Linked DNA regions of Mus musculus: all the other regions are linked to region 3. Evidence: chromatin contacts called from public Hi-C data. All regions are on one chromosome and are shown on one strand. Each heading gives the region's core, a stretch centred on a gene start, on an enhancer-like site or on the middle of the called end of the contact. The rest is flanking DNA. Distances are from core to core; before and after follow the strand shown.

The links. Hi-C and Micro-C count contacts between places; a contact is called where the count stands out from the background.
Region 1: a Hi-C map of uterus shows a contact between it and region 3, with 1.9 times the contacts expected there. The contact joins two enhancer-like sites. A contact is called at or near these places in 2 of 484 Hi-C or Micro-C datasets (both in uterus) and 1 of 9 other capture datasets (embryonic stem cells).
Region 2: a Hi-C map of muscle stem cells shows a contact between it and region 3, with 1.7 times the contacts expected there. The contact joins two enhancer-like sites. A contact is called at or near these places in 9 of 484 Hi-C or Micro-C datasets (the HL-1 cell line, adipose-derived mesenchymal stem cells, bone marrow-derived macrophages and 6 more), 4 of 115 datasets of contacts at active chromatin or transcription factors (bone marrow-derived macrophages, cardiomyocytes, embryonic stem cells and 1 more) and 1 of 9 other capture datasets (embryonic stem cells).

Annotation. Positions count from the first base shown.
Region 1 is chr10:20,816,737-20,820,875 of GRCm38.p6, forward strand. It overlaps Gm33510 (a long non-coding RNA gene), which reads right to left. Exons shown (of 3, transcript XR_380150.1): 3 at 3,185-3,363. Among named protein-coding and RNA genes, the nearest start is that of Gm33510, 20 kb to the right of the region's middle. Within about 2 kb of position 1,990, at least 17 of the 459 cell types and tissues checked have an H3K27ac peak or open chromatin away from gene starts, as enhancers often do. A contact at or near this core is called in uterus, where this site is marked.
Region 2 is chr10:20,671,351-20,675,369 of GRCm38.p6, forward strand. It overlaps a transcript of Pde7b not described here. Among named protein-coding and RNA genes, the nearest start is that of Pde7b, 130 kb to the left of the region's middle. Within about 2 kb of position 2,646, at least 53 of the 459 cell types and tissues checked have an H3K27ac peak or open chromatin away from gene starts, as enhancers often do. A contact at or near this core is called in muscle stem cells, where this site is marked.
Region 3 is chr10:20,407,845-20,411,688 of GRCm38.p6, forward strand. Pde7b (phosphodiesterase 7B) reads right to left here. Exons shown (of 12, transcript NM_001347366.1): 10 at 2,499-2,595. Among named protein-coding and RNA genes, the nearest start is that of Mtfr2, 62 kb to the left of the region's middle. Within about 2 kb of position 1,522, at least 28 of the 459 cell types and tissues checked have an H3K27ac peak or open chromatin away from gene starts, as enhancers often do. A contact at or near this core is called in muscle stem cells and uterus, where this site is marked.

The DNA.
Region 1 (4,139 bases), core at 740-3,239, 410 kb after region 3:
TAGAGCCTATGGCATTCCTCTCCACTACTTCAAAATCTTTGATCTGAGATGTCCTTCATCTTCAATGCCAACTCACGATCATAGGTTGTGATCATAACATACTTTGTCATTGTGTGTGGGTGGGGGGATGCACAAATCTGTCACAGATATCAGGAATGTTGTTGAATCTATGTATAATGTGGGTATTCTATTAAGTAATATCAAAACGTAAATTCAAAGTGCTAGGAAAGAAACTGTACCACAGTCTGAGGTTTTTCTCTGTGATGAAATAAATGGCAATTTAATTTTAAAAATATATAACTTTGCTTTCATTAAAATGTGTGGAAATGGCACTATACACTCAAGGGTGCACAGTTAATTAAATAAATTTGTAATATATAAAAACAAATGAAATGACTTATAGAATATATAAAATTCTCATAAATTACTGAGAACAAAGCAATTAAAATGAGACTGACAGTCAATTTACATGAATGAAAAAACTCATAAATATTTTAAAAATTCTGTCATGCTGCTATTGCTAGGCTAAAAGTTATACATCAATCAAAACAGCAAGATACTACTTTTAACTCAACAATTTACTCAAAAATTTAAAAATTAATTAAAAAGATATAACATAAACTTTGAGACTAGGTCTTATGAAAGTTGGTATTAATTGTCAACTTGACAGTCTAGAATCCTCTAGAACACTGGCTTCTGGGCATGCTTATGCGTTAGTGACTTGATTGTGCATATAGTGGAAAGATCTGTCCACTGTGGGCGGCACAATTCCCTATGTGGGATCATGAACTGTGTAAGTAGAAAAAGAGACAGTGTGAACTCATCTCCCTCTGCTTTCTGACTGAGAGTTGTAATGTGACCAGCTGCCTCTTCAATCTCTCCTGCCTCTAGGATTTCCCCACCATGATGGTGCTAGTGTGTGAGCCAAAGCATACTTTTCTTTCAAGTTGATTTTGTCATGGTCTTTTTTCACAGCAACAGGGAGCTTACTAAGACAGGTCTCTAGTTCCAAAGTCCTTATTCTTCAGTATGTGTTTGTCTCATGGAATAAGCATTGTAGATAATAAGGTCACTGGTCTGAAAAGGGTGGTTTCTCATCTATCAGCGTTATAATTTCCTGGAACTTGTCAAAAATATAAATTCGCAGGCTCTGCTTCAGACAGTCTCACTGGGAGATTTGGAGGGTCGGGCTCACAACCTATGTTTTCACAAGTGATTCTGATTCATGCCCTAGTTTGAGATTTGCCAGAGTAGAAGACTAGATGTCTGTTAAAGACCTGAAACAATAGAAACAACAAATTAATGATTAAAGTGAAGAGAATGAGTCAGGCAGGAAGAGAATTTGTTGGGAGGAATAAAGAAAATGTTAGATTTCTTTAGAAGATTGTAACTGTGGTGGCTAACCACATATGGAAAATCAGAGCTTTTTAAAAAATAATTGGGTAAGGTTAGGGGGCTGAAAGACAAACTAAGAGAGATGATCAAGTCACTGTGTTGGCAAGTAGACGGGAGCATGGGTGTGCTTCATTCCTGAAGCCATGGAGCAATACTGGGTGTTCCCTAAATATTAGCATATGGTGACAAGGAAAGACACATACTCTCTTGTAAGGTGGAGCTCACGTGGCGAAGTCTAGAATATTCCGTGGCATTAATGAGGAGTGTGAGGAGGTTATCTGCACTGTTCATGAGACTACCTGAAGGGTTTGGAAAAGTTCTGTAGTGTTTATTGTTTATTCTTTACCAATTTTACATTTGTTAAGCATCGGTGTTAGGGAGCAGATTTAATACATAATACAAAATACTAAAGCAAGCACATGCCTCCTCTCCCATGCATTGTATCTAACACATGTGTCTTGGATTTTCAATAGATTCATGGTAAGAGAATTTTTCTTTGAAGTTATAAAGTTGAGCCATTTATAGTCCTAAGTCATATCCTACTTTCAACAAACCTTCATGCTTACGCCATCAGCTCTGTGGTTTCTGCCTTTCTATTCCTGTGTAAATGACATCATCAGCATATTGTGCTCAGGATCCTTATTATAGACCTGGAGGAGGTTAACGTTGCTCTTATTCTTCCTACTCCTTAGAAAGACGTCACTAAGAACACTGTTTCTATTCTTAAGCATTATAAGATTTATGGTGAAAATGTGTATATGGAATTAGATCCTGTCAATCCCTGAGAAGAAACGAAAGCAGGGCCATCCCCTCAGGTGAGTGAATGAGCGACTAGAGCAAACCCACCAGCTGTCACAGATCCAGGCAAAACTTTTCAAAATCTAAGCTGGCTGCTGTGGACTGTAAAGATCTTTTTCAAAGTGAGAAGCACTTCTTGTCATCCTCCCCCAAAGACTATGGAGGCAAGCTGCCACAGCTCACCCTGAACCAGCCAGGGTGTGTGAAGACCAAGATCAACCCTGGAATTAAAAAGCAAATAAATAAAATGCTTTATAGGGTCAAGCTCAGAAGGATGTACTGTTCTCTGGAGAAAAATGAGGTTACAGGCTGGTATTTCAAATGAGCCACAAATTCTGTATCTGTCCCAAATGGGGGATAATATTTTATTGAATAATAAATTTAAAATGAATCCACTTCTTTCTACTTATGACTTAGGAAGTACTCACGATGTCGCCTCTGTAGCCAGAGTGTAATTCTCCCACTGACGAATGAAAGAAGCCAGTGTGTCTGTGGGTAAGAGCATCCAAGTAGGAAGATGAAGATGAAGCGAAATAAAGTTTCATGAGAGTTAATTTTTGAATAAAAACCAAACCAATGTCCTCCAGGGTTTCAAATATGTGGATGCTGTTGGTGTTGCAGACCTGGTGAACAGAGATGCACAGGGCAGCACTGAGTACCCCTCTATCTTTACTCACAGGAGGAAACTATGAATACATTTATAATGGTCAGTTTAGGATTTTATTGCTTTTGGCAAAAGTCCACTTGAAAGCAAACAAAATAAAGAGCCAACGTTATACAATTATACAAATAAGGATTCAAAGGGAGTAAAGTTGAATTCTTCCTCAACAGGCAATATTTTCGATCTATTTCAAAATAAGAATTTGTAATGGAAACAAGTAAGAAAGGTATTTAGCTTAGACATGGAAGGTGAATATTATTTTTGAGTTAGGACACATTTGTCAGTAAGATATTCTATTAAAGCAGCAAGTTTCTTTCTTCCATGAATATTTTTATTTTATTTCAAATGTACACAGAGACAAAAATTCGAGATAGCCAGGCAGAAGTCCAAGGAATTTTTAACCTGAATGTGGGAGTGTACACATTGAGTTGTTTTGATTCAGGGGAGAAGCAGGTTTCTAGATGAGATTTTTCTGTTGGAAGATGTATGGAAAGGTGCAGATCTTCTTCCTAAACAAATGAAAGCAAACTGTAGTGAGTTCTTTGGGGGTGCCTTATCTGCATGCAGTCCGTCATCCTCATACCTAGCACCATACATACGGTGTAGCTGCGGGCTAATGGTGGGATGGGCGTGGTTCCTTGAAGTCGAAGGGCCATTGGCCAGCATCTAGCCAGTCTCTCTCAGGACACTTTCAGATTGGTTCGTTTCCGTCTTTTATTTCTTGTGGCGTCTATTTGAAAGACATGACTTTCTAGGAAATTTTGCCCTCAACTAAAAATATAAATATGATTCTAGACAGTCATTTTTACTATTACCTTACTAAAGGGTAAGTTTGGGTTGCATTACATGCTAAAAGGGAAAATAAATATTTATATCGCACTCATAATGTTATTTATTTTTGCCCTTTTTCTTTTCTTTTCTTCTTTTGTTCACCTGACAGCTTCGCCCATTGTATCTTATGCTCTATAAAATCAGTGTGGTCTTCCTTTCTCTTCCTTTGTCACACACTAAATTGTTTTTCTTTTGGAAGACTTTCATCTTCCCACAGTTGCTTGCTTACTTCCTGTTTTTTTAAGAAAACCTTTATTCATATGTTTGTCTCCTTATATTTACGTCTTTCTCTTGCCTCACCTGAGACATTATCGCAATGCTTTGTGTTGATATGCTTAAAACTCAAGTTATGAAAGCATGCTAAGTATTTCTCAAGCTCCATTATCACGGCTTAACTCAATAATTACAGATTTTAAAGTTTTAATGCTCAAATGACTGGATTTACTTTCTTATT
Region 2 (4,019 bases), core at 1,396-3,895, 260 kb after region 3:
GAATGTTATTTCAGTGGTTCTCAACCTGTGGGTCAAGACCCCTTTTGGGGTCGAGTAACCCTTTCACTGGGGTCGCATATCAGATATCCTGCATACCAGATATTTACATTGTAATTCATAACAGTAGAGAAATTAAGTTAAGTAGCAATGAAAATAAGTATATGGTTGGCAGGGGATCGCCACAACATGAGGAACTGTATTAAAGGGTCACAGCATTGGGACCCATTTCTTATCAGAGTGTCCGTTCACACAGGAAGAAAGTGAATCAAAGCTATTTATTGCTTATAAGAATGTCTAGATTTTCAGGAATGCAATTTTTGAGAGCAAGTCCATGAGTAATGTGAGGTCCATGCTGCAGAGATGGAATTTCTAGGCCACTGCCACCTTGACTTTACGTTATTTAATTCTGTGTTTGTCAGGAGGTGACATAAACAGATTCAGCCCCTGATGGACTCCGAGGGGGTGTCCTGGCAGCATCTGCTTTATTTCTGGGTGGATACATCCCCACGTTCTGACTTATCACAGGGCCGGCTGCTTGTTCTACTTGGCAATCATTGAATTTTTGACAAAGCAAATAGTCTGGCCTCAACAACCTCGAAAAAGTCCAGTTTAAACAGAGAATTCCTGCCCATACCATGTGGTATTTAAATATAAATAAGACATTTGGTGTGATATGAACAAACCCAGGAGCAGAACAATTTAATCCTGAGGACCTCTTATTTAGTTGCTAATATTTTTTTATAAAATATGTTTTATTGAAATACAAAAGGGAATCATAATAATTAATTTATAATTTGTTTTATGTTTTGCTTTGGGAAATTACAAGTTGTTTTCTGACGTACTTCTCATGTATCTTACCTTTTAATGTTTGTGTAATAATTCTCCTAAGAACACTTTTCAGTATACTCGTTTTTAATTTCCATGACCACTCAAGCCCAGCGATGCCATTAAACTCCATCCCCCAATTCTTCTAAGCATATCAGTCTTTATATACGAAATTCCCTTACAATCACTTTTAACAGGAACTCAGTATTTTGATTCTATTTTAATCAAAATAGATGCTGTCGTTTACAGCATTTCTAGATCAGTTTGGGTCGTGCAGACTACAGTGGAAATTCCAAAGACTCAAAATTCCTTTGGATTGACATCATCCCTAAAATATACTGAGAGATTCCTAAATATCAGAGGCATTTTTCCATGCCCCTGTCCTACAATGCTATATTGTGTTTCTTTGCATTATGTTCCTGGAGGAAGTGTGCTGCAGAGGAAAAATGCACTGAGCAGGAAACGCAGGCCGTAGAGTTGAAGCGTTCTGCGGTCGTGTGATCTTAGGCAAGTGACAACCACTTGTTTTTCTCAGTAACATCGCACTGATAGAGACTGCGCTCAGACAGCTCTTGCAAGGATGGAATGGGCAGGAGTCCTTTAACTCCATGTCTGTCAGGAGGAGCAGATGGAGCTGAACGCTGCTTTGTACATCAATGCTTCAGATTGCCAAGTAACAGCCCTTACTTAAAACTCACAGCAATCAGGCATCAATAAGCACATTTCTTTTAAAAGAAGATGCACAGAATTAGGTGTCTATGTGTTGGCTCGTGTGTGGGTTTGTGTCCGTGAGTGTAGGCGCCCATGGAAGTCAGAAGAAGGTGTCAGATCCCTTGGAGCTGGAGTTACAGGTAGTTGTGAGCTGTCTGATATGGGTACTGGAAATCAAAGTTGGGTCCTTTATAAGAGAGGTCCCTACTCCTGCTGAGTCAGCTTTCCAGCCCCAGCTAAACACTGTTTGGATACGAACAAGCCACCTTGGTAGAAATTGAAGCCAGGTTGAGGACCAAGTGCTGCTTGACCAGCTTTTGAGCAGTTTTATCTTCTGATTCTCACATTCCTAGTCAGCAGAGTTCTACCAACAGCGCCTCAGAGAGTTGCTATGTGGACTGAGCCGATGCATGCCTTTCCAATGTTGAGAGCCATGTGCCTAAGCTACTGTCCTTAGAGTCTTTATTTTGTTTGACTTTATCAGGAAAGAAGAGCTGGGAACCAAATATGAGTTACCTTTTCTTGTTAGAGAAGTCCTCTAAAATATATTCAACACATGCTGTGCCCAAGATACACAGATTACAGATGTGATAAAAAATTTAGGGTTCAAGTAACAGTTATATTATCTAGGTATCTGTCTGGATCCTAGAACTTAGGAGGCAGAGACAGAGGCAGGCAGATTTCTGTGAGTTCAAGGCCAGCCTGGTCTACAAAGTGCATCCAGAACAGGATATAGAATAGCCAGGGCTATTACACAGAGAAACCCTGTCTCAAAGAACCAAATCAAACAACAACAACAACAACAACAACAACAACAACAAACACCAACAATGTTACTTGAAGATTCCTTCAATCATCTCAAATGTTCTATTTTCATAGACCTGTCCCATTTCACTCGCCGTGTACGAAAGGGAGCTTGCCTTATTTTCCACACGAGGTCTGCTGACTCAGGGGACAAAAAAGAACAAATTGTGTAATTTGAGTTGAGAGCAATCATTTTTGCAGTTGTTCTTTTAAAAAAGAAAGAAAGGGAAAAAAATCCTCACATAGAGAGCCAAAACTTGCTTAGAGACCTGTGAGCTCTGCTGCCATTGACGTCACTTGGAAGTTGTGTGGGCAGAAATTGGCTGACTTCCTCCAGTGTGTCTTTTGAAAGCTGAACATACTGGAAAAAAGGCAGTCTTTTAATCTCAAACAACAGTGGGGAGAAAAGTCTCACAAACAGCTCTCCTGTTTATAGCCAAACACCTATCTGAGCACTGTGCTCCTGCGATGAATTTTCTCGGAGCTCAGCCAGGGAGGGATATTCTCCATGTCTGAAATGGTGAACATACAATGTGTAAGTGGAAATTCCTATTTGGATATGGAAACTGAAACTTAGAGGGTTCCAGAATCATTCGTAAGGCCACCAAAGGCCTGCAGCTGGAGTGAACCCCTCACATTCTGTTTTCTAGACCCTTGTAGAGTTCATGATGGGCAGTGGTATTCCTGTACACTTGTCTTCATTATACAGACTCTAGGAGCCAAAGTGCGTATTCATGAGAGCCAGTAGCTTGTCTACTGCACGTCACTAATAGTCGTGGAAACAAGCTAGGCAGAGTCTGTTGACATTGAAGAAAACCTGGAGACAGTTGGGGATCACAAAATGCTGCCCCTAGATAGTGCCATAGATTAAGGTACTTGTACCAGGAACTTCCTTAATTCTAAGTGTTTTGCTCTCCAAGGGCCCTGCTTGGGGGATAAGAAGAAGGCAGTGCCTCAACTGCACTTCACCATCTAGATTTATTCTTATAAAGATCTGGTCCCCACTCATTAACTCAATCATTGAAAAAGTCTATATTAAAAGTCTATTTTGGAGCCTGGGAGATGCTCAGTTGGTAAAGTGCTTACCTTGCAAGCTAGAGGGCCTGACTTCAATTTCTTGAACCCGTGTTTAAAAAGTGCACTCTTGGAATTCCAGTGCTCAGAGAAGCAGAGGTAGGCAGATCTCTGGAGCCTGCTGGCCAGCCAGCCAGCCTGGCTTGCCTCATTGGCTAGTTTCAGTCCAGCAAGAGACCCTGTCTCAAATATTATTTTAAAATTAAAAGGCAGATGGTCCCTGAGGAGCAGTCCATAAGGCTGTCCGATGATTTCTATGTTAACACACATGTGTGTGCAGGGATTCACATTCCAAGCAACAAGTAGTCATAGCCCACATAGACTTTGAATCAGGTTGTAAGCAATCAGCTACAGAGAGCGTTTTCAAATTCAAATTCTGAAGATCCATTTAATAAAGATGTATGACTGTTATTTCTCCTACCAAAAAAAATGAATCACATATCACATATTCTAGGTTGTCAACCCCAACGGCCTCTCATCTCACTACATAGGGAAGTGTATAGACATATTATTCACCTTGGTATTGATTCGTGCATATTCTTTAACCAGATGCATACAGTTGAAGCCATGGAGAAGCCATGTACTCAAAGGTTTTGCTTTTCTGC
Region 3 (3,844 bases), core at 272-2,771:
CATTACCTGTCTTTCTGTGAGGTGTTCTTTATTCTTTCTCTTACTCACCAGACAAGTATGAAACACTTGTCTTCAAGAATTCTACTAACCAATGTAGAAAGTACAGAGAGGAAAACTCAACAGTCTCTCCTCTGGGAATGTTGCAGATTAGCATTTGGGGTCTTACAATGGTACCAGCCATATTTCTTGATGGCAACTGTAACATACCATGCAGAGTTATTCATATAAAAATACATTTTACTGAGGATTAGACAAAGATAGAGTGGATGTTTAATAAAAACTTCTGGAAAACTAGGTTACTTGTGGACATATCAACCCATATTTACAAAGAACCTTTTTAAAGCGTTGAGGACTGGAGGGGAGGAATACCTGACCTCACAGTTTTCCTAATTCATAAGCTGCCATTTTTCTCCACCCAACCCTGTACCTGAAACCTCAACTTAAAGGATATTTTTTGTTTGTTTAATGTGATGCATGATATCTGTCATGTTTGTCCTAACTGGGCATAGTGGCCCTCACATCCTAGGATCTGAGGCAGGAGTGTAAGTTTGAGACCAGCCTCTCCTAAATATCAAGGCCTTGTCTCACAGCAGCAGCAGCAGCAGCAGCAGCAGCAGCGACAACTAAGAACTGTTGAAAGAAGCCTGGCTGCTGGGGAGATGAGCTGGCATTTGAGTCCAGATCCACAAGCAAAAGCCAGATGGGGCTCATCAAGATGACAGGAGTCATTCCTATAGAGTTAAAAGACATCCACTAGGGGAAAAAGATAGTTCCGATGAGCAGAGTCTGTTCTTCTCAAAGCAGACGGGATGTCTGGACTGCAGGGCCCTTAACTGAAAGGGAACAAGTCAGTTCCTTGGTTCCTTGGTCTGCTGGGAGATCTGCAGTGTAGGTGAAAGCTCTTCCCTAGTGACCGTGGTGGCAAACATTCCCGGTCTTTCTACGTAACTGTGCTGCATCTCATTAGGGCAGGTTTTTGCAAAGAAACATAGTAACCTGATTGCCCGATGCCATCGATTCCTTGTAGTTAGTAACTTTGATTCCTGAACTCTGTGTCTGCCCAAGTGGTGCAACCACTGTCCCCAAGTCGCCTAGAGTCTGAATTAAGTGTCCGATGGGCAGATCAAAGCTTTAAACCACAATGGACAGCAATCATAGCCCATGATGGGATCAGAGGCAAGTGGGCCAGAGGAGAATCTTGATCTTCAATACTGTAGTCCTAGCCTTCTCTCCTGCTGCTATTTCAATAGTTTATGTATCACACCGGGAAGCAAGCACTCAGCCTAACTTTAAACCCTCTCTGCGCCAACTTCACCATGCTTACTTTTGTTCTCAGTGGAGACTTTATGTCTTGGCCAACGAGAACTGCGATTCTAACTTCTCATGACTCATGTTGACTGCACATGAAATTCCAGAGGCACAGACGTCACGTGAGCGCTTTTACTCCCAGACTGTGACAGTGAGCAGAGTCTCTGGCCTTGTGTGAACCCAGCCCTACTCTGTCGTCTGTCATTGGAACCACCGAGATGTCACTGACACATCTTTCAGTGGACATTTTTCCAAAAGGCTCACTGTTGCTGTCTGACCTCCTCACAGAGCTGGTATGTGGGACACTTCGAGCTTTATTTGTTCCCAGACTCTTAAACCTGATGCTGTCACTAGCACGAGGGCCCTGCTGGTGCCCGAGCAAACATTGTGAATGTTGAAACCCAGCCTGAAGAATCAAGCCTGTGTGTAAAGGCCTACTTCCCACCCAGCATCAAGATTCTGCTTGCCGATTTATTGCCTTCCTTATGAAGGAAGGTAACCTTTGAAAAAAAATTATGGTCTACCTTAGGGCCATTCAGCATTCCACAGTAAAACCCACATGTGTTATTGTTGAAACTGAATTCAAATGGTCTAACTCTTGTAAACTCTTGTTAGTTCTTGGCTAACTTTGACCTGTATCATTGGAAGTTTTAAGAACCAGAGAAAAAGGCATACAAAAGGCTCTGAATTATTCTCTCAGAATGGAAGACATTGACTTAAAAACAATGCTTAGCCTTCAGGCTGTGCTCAGCTCATTCAAATGAAGGTCAGGGCAAAAATCAAACTTGTCTGCCATACTGTTACAGTCACAGGACACACACACACACACACACACACACACACACACACACACACACACGGCTGTTTGTATGTGTCTCTGCAAATATGTGAATATATATACATATACACACATATATGGCTGTCTGTGTCTGTATGTGTATGTGCATCTTGCTTTGATTCATTGTGTTGTGTTGTTATTACCTGTTTCCATAATAAGTCTGTGATATTTATTATATTTATTTAAATCTTTCTTCCCCATGAAAGGGTTGGATGAGTCACAAGAAACTTAAAGGAGAAGGCTAGGATAATTAGAGTAGATGAAAGGATTGATGTTAGCCGCTCCTGTTTTATTGGGAGAACTGTCCAAAAGGAGGCAGGGAGAGGAAGCCTTGGCTGTGGGTTCTACCAACCTTGTCTGTAGAATTCCTCACAGACCCTTTCACTCCACTGCTTGCTCATCTCCCAGATACGACAAGGATTGCAAATGTCAGCACACTTCAAGGCGATCTGAGAATGGACAGGGCACAGAGACAGGGCGGTCAGAGAGAATGTTCTTTCATTTGCAAATGTACCCAAGCCAAAGGTGCTGCAAGGTCCGTCAGTCTGTCTCAGGTACCAAGCCCATGTTTACAGAGGACTTCCCGGACATGCTTCTTCAGGAGACAACTGTTATTCACAACTGCACAAAGCCCTTCATTCAGAACCCCCCACGTTATAACAATGAGAAGAGAACAGTCACCATTCGAGGGCACTGGAGAGGACTCAGGTGGGCAAGCCAATGAAAGCCCTGGTCTGGCTCCTTATGTTATTCTATCCCTCTGAGACAGGTTGTTGCAGGGATCTGGCCAGACTCAAATATGATCACTGAAAGTCACTGTTCTTATTTTTTCCATTGAATTTTAAAATTATTCTATTTATTAAATTATATTAATTTTATATAATTATAATAAAACAATAATAATTTATTAAACTATTCATACATTAAATCCTGGTGGTAGTTTCCCCTCCCTCCCTCCCTCCCTCCCTCCCTCCCTCCCTCCCTCCCTCCCTCCCCCTGCCACCTCCATCTCCCCCACCTCTCCCTTCCACATCCACATCCACTCCTCTTCCATTTCCTTTCAGAAAAGGGCAGGCCTTCCAGAGATATCAACCAAACATGGCATATCAAATTTCAATAAGACTAGGCACCTCCCTTATATTAAGGCTGGACTAGGCAACCCAGTAGGAGGAAAAGGGTCCCCAAAGCAGGCAAAACTGTCAGAGACAGCCCCCCACTCCCTCTGTTAGGAGTCCCATAAAAACACCAAGCTATACAACTATAACGAATCTACAGAGGACCTAGGTTAGATCCATGCAGCCTCCCTGGTTGTCAGTTCAGTCTCAGATGGAAGATACTCTCATGTTGACACTCTCTGTGTATGTCTTAAAGTGTGTTTGCATGTACATGTCTGTGTAGTATAAACATGCTTAGACTGCCAGCCAAGATACTACTAAGTCATATTAAACCTGGCAATCTTGTGTTTCCGTCTTGGGTTGCTAGATATTGCTCTGGATCTGGGGTGTCTGTTTGGTTTTGTTAGTAGTGATGATTCTCGGAGAGTTCTCTTGAATTCCCATATAAGAAGGTTCTCCTTTTTGACCAACAACTACTAAGACACGGCAGCCTGGAGACCTGCCCACTAGCAGTGTTTATTGCTCTGACATACTTCTTTAGACCACAGAGTAGCCAGGAGTGTTGGGGTCTAGGAGAGCCTTA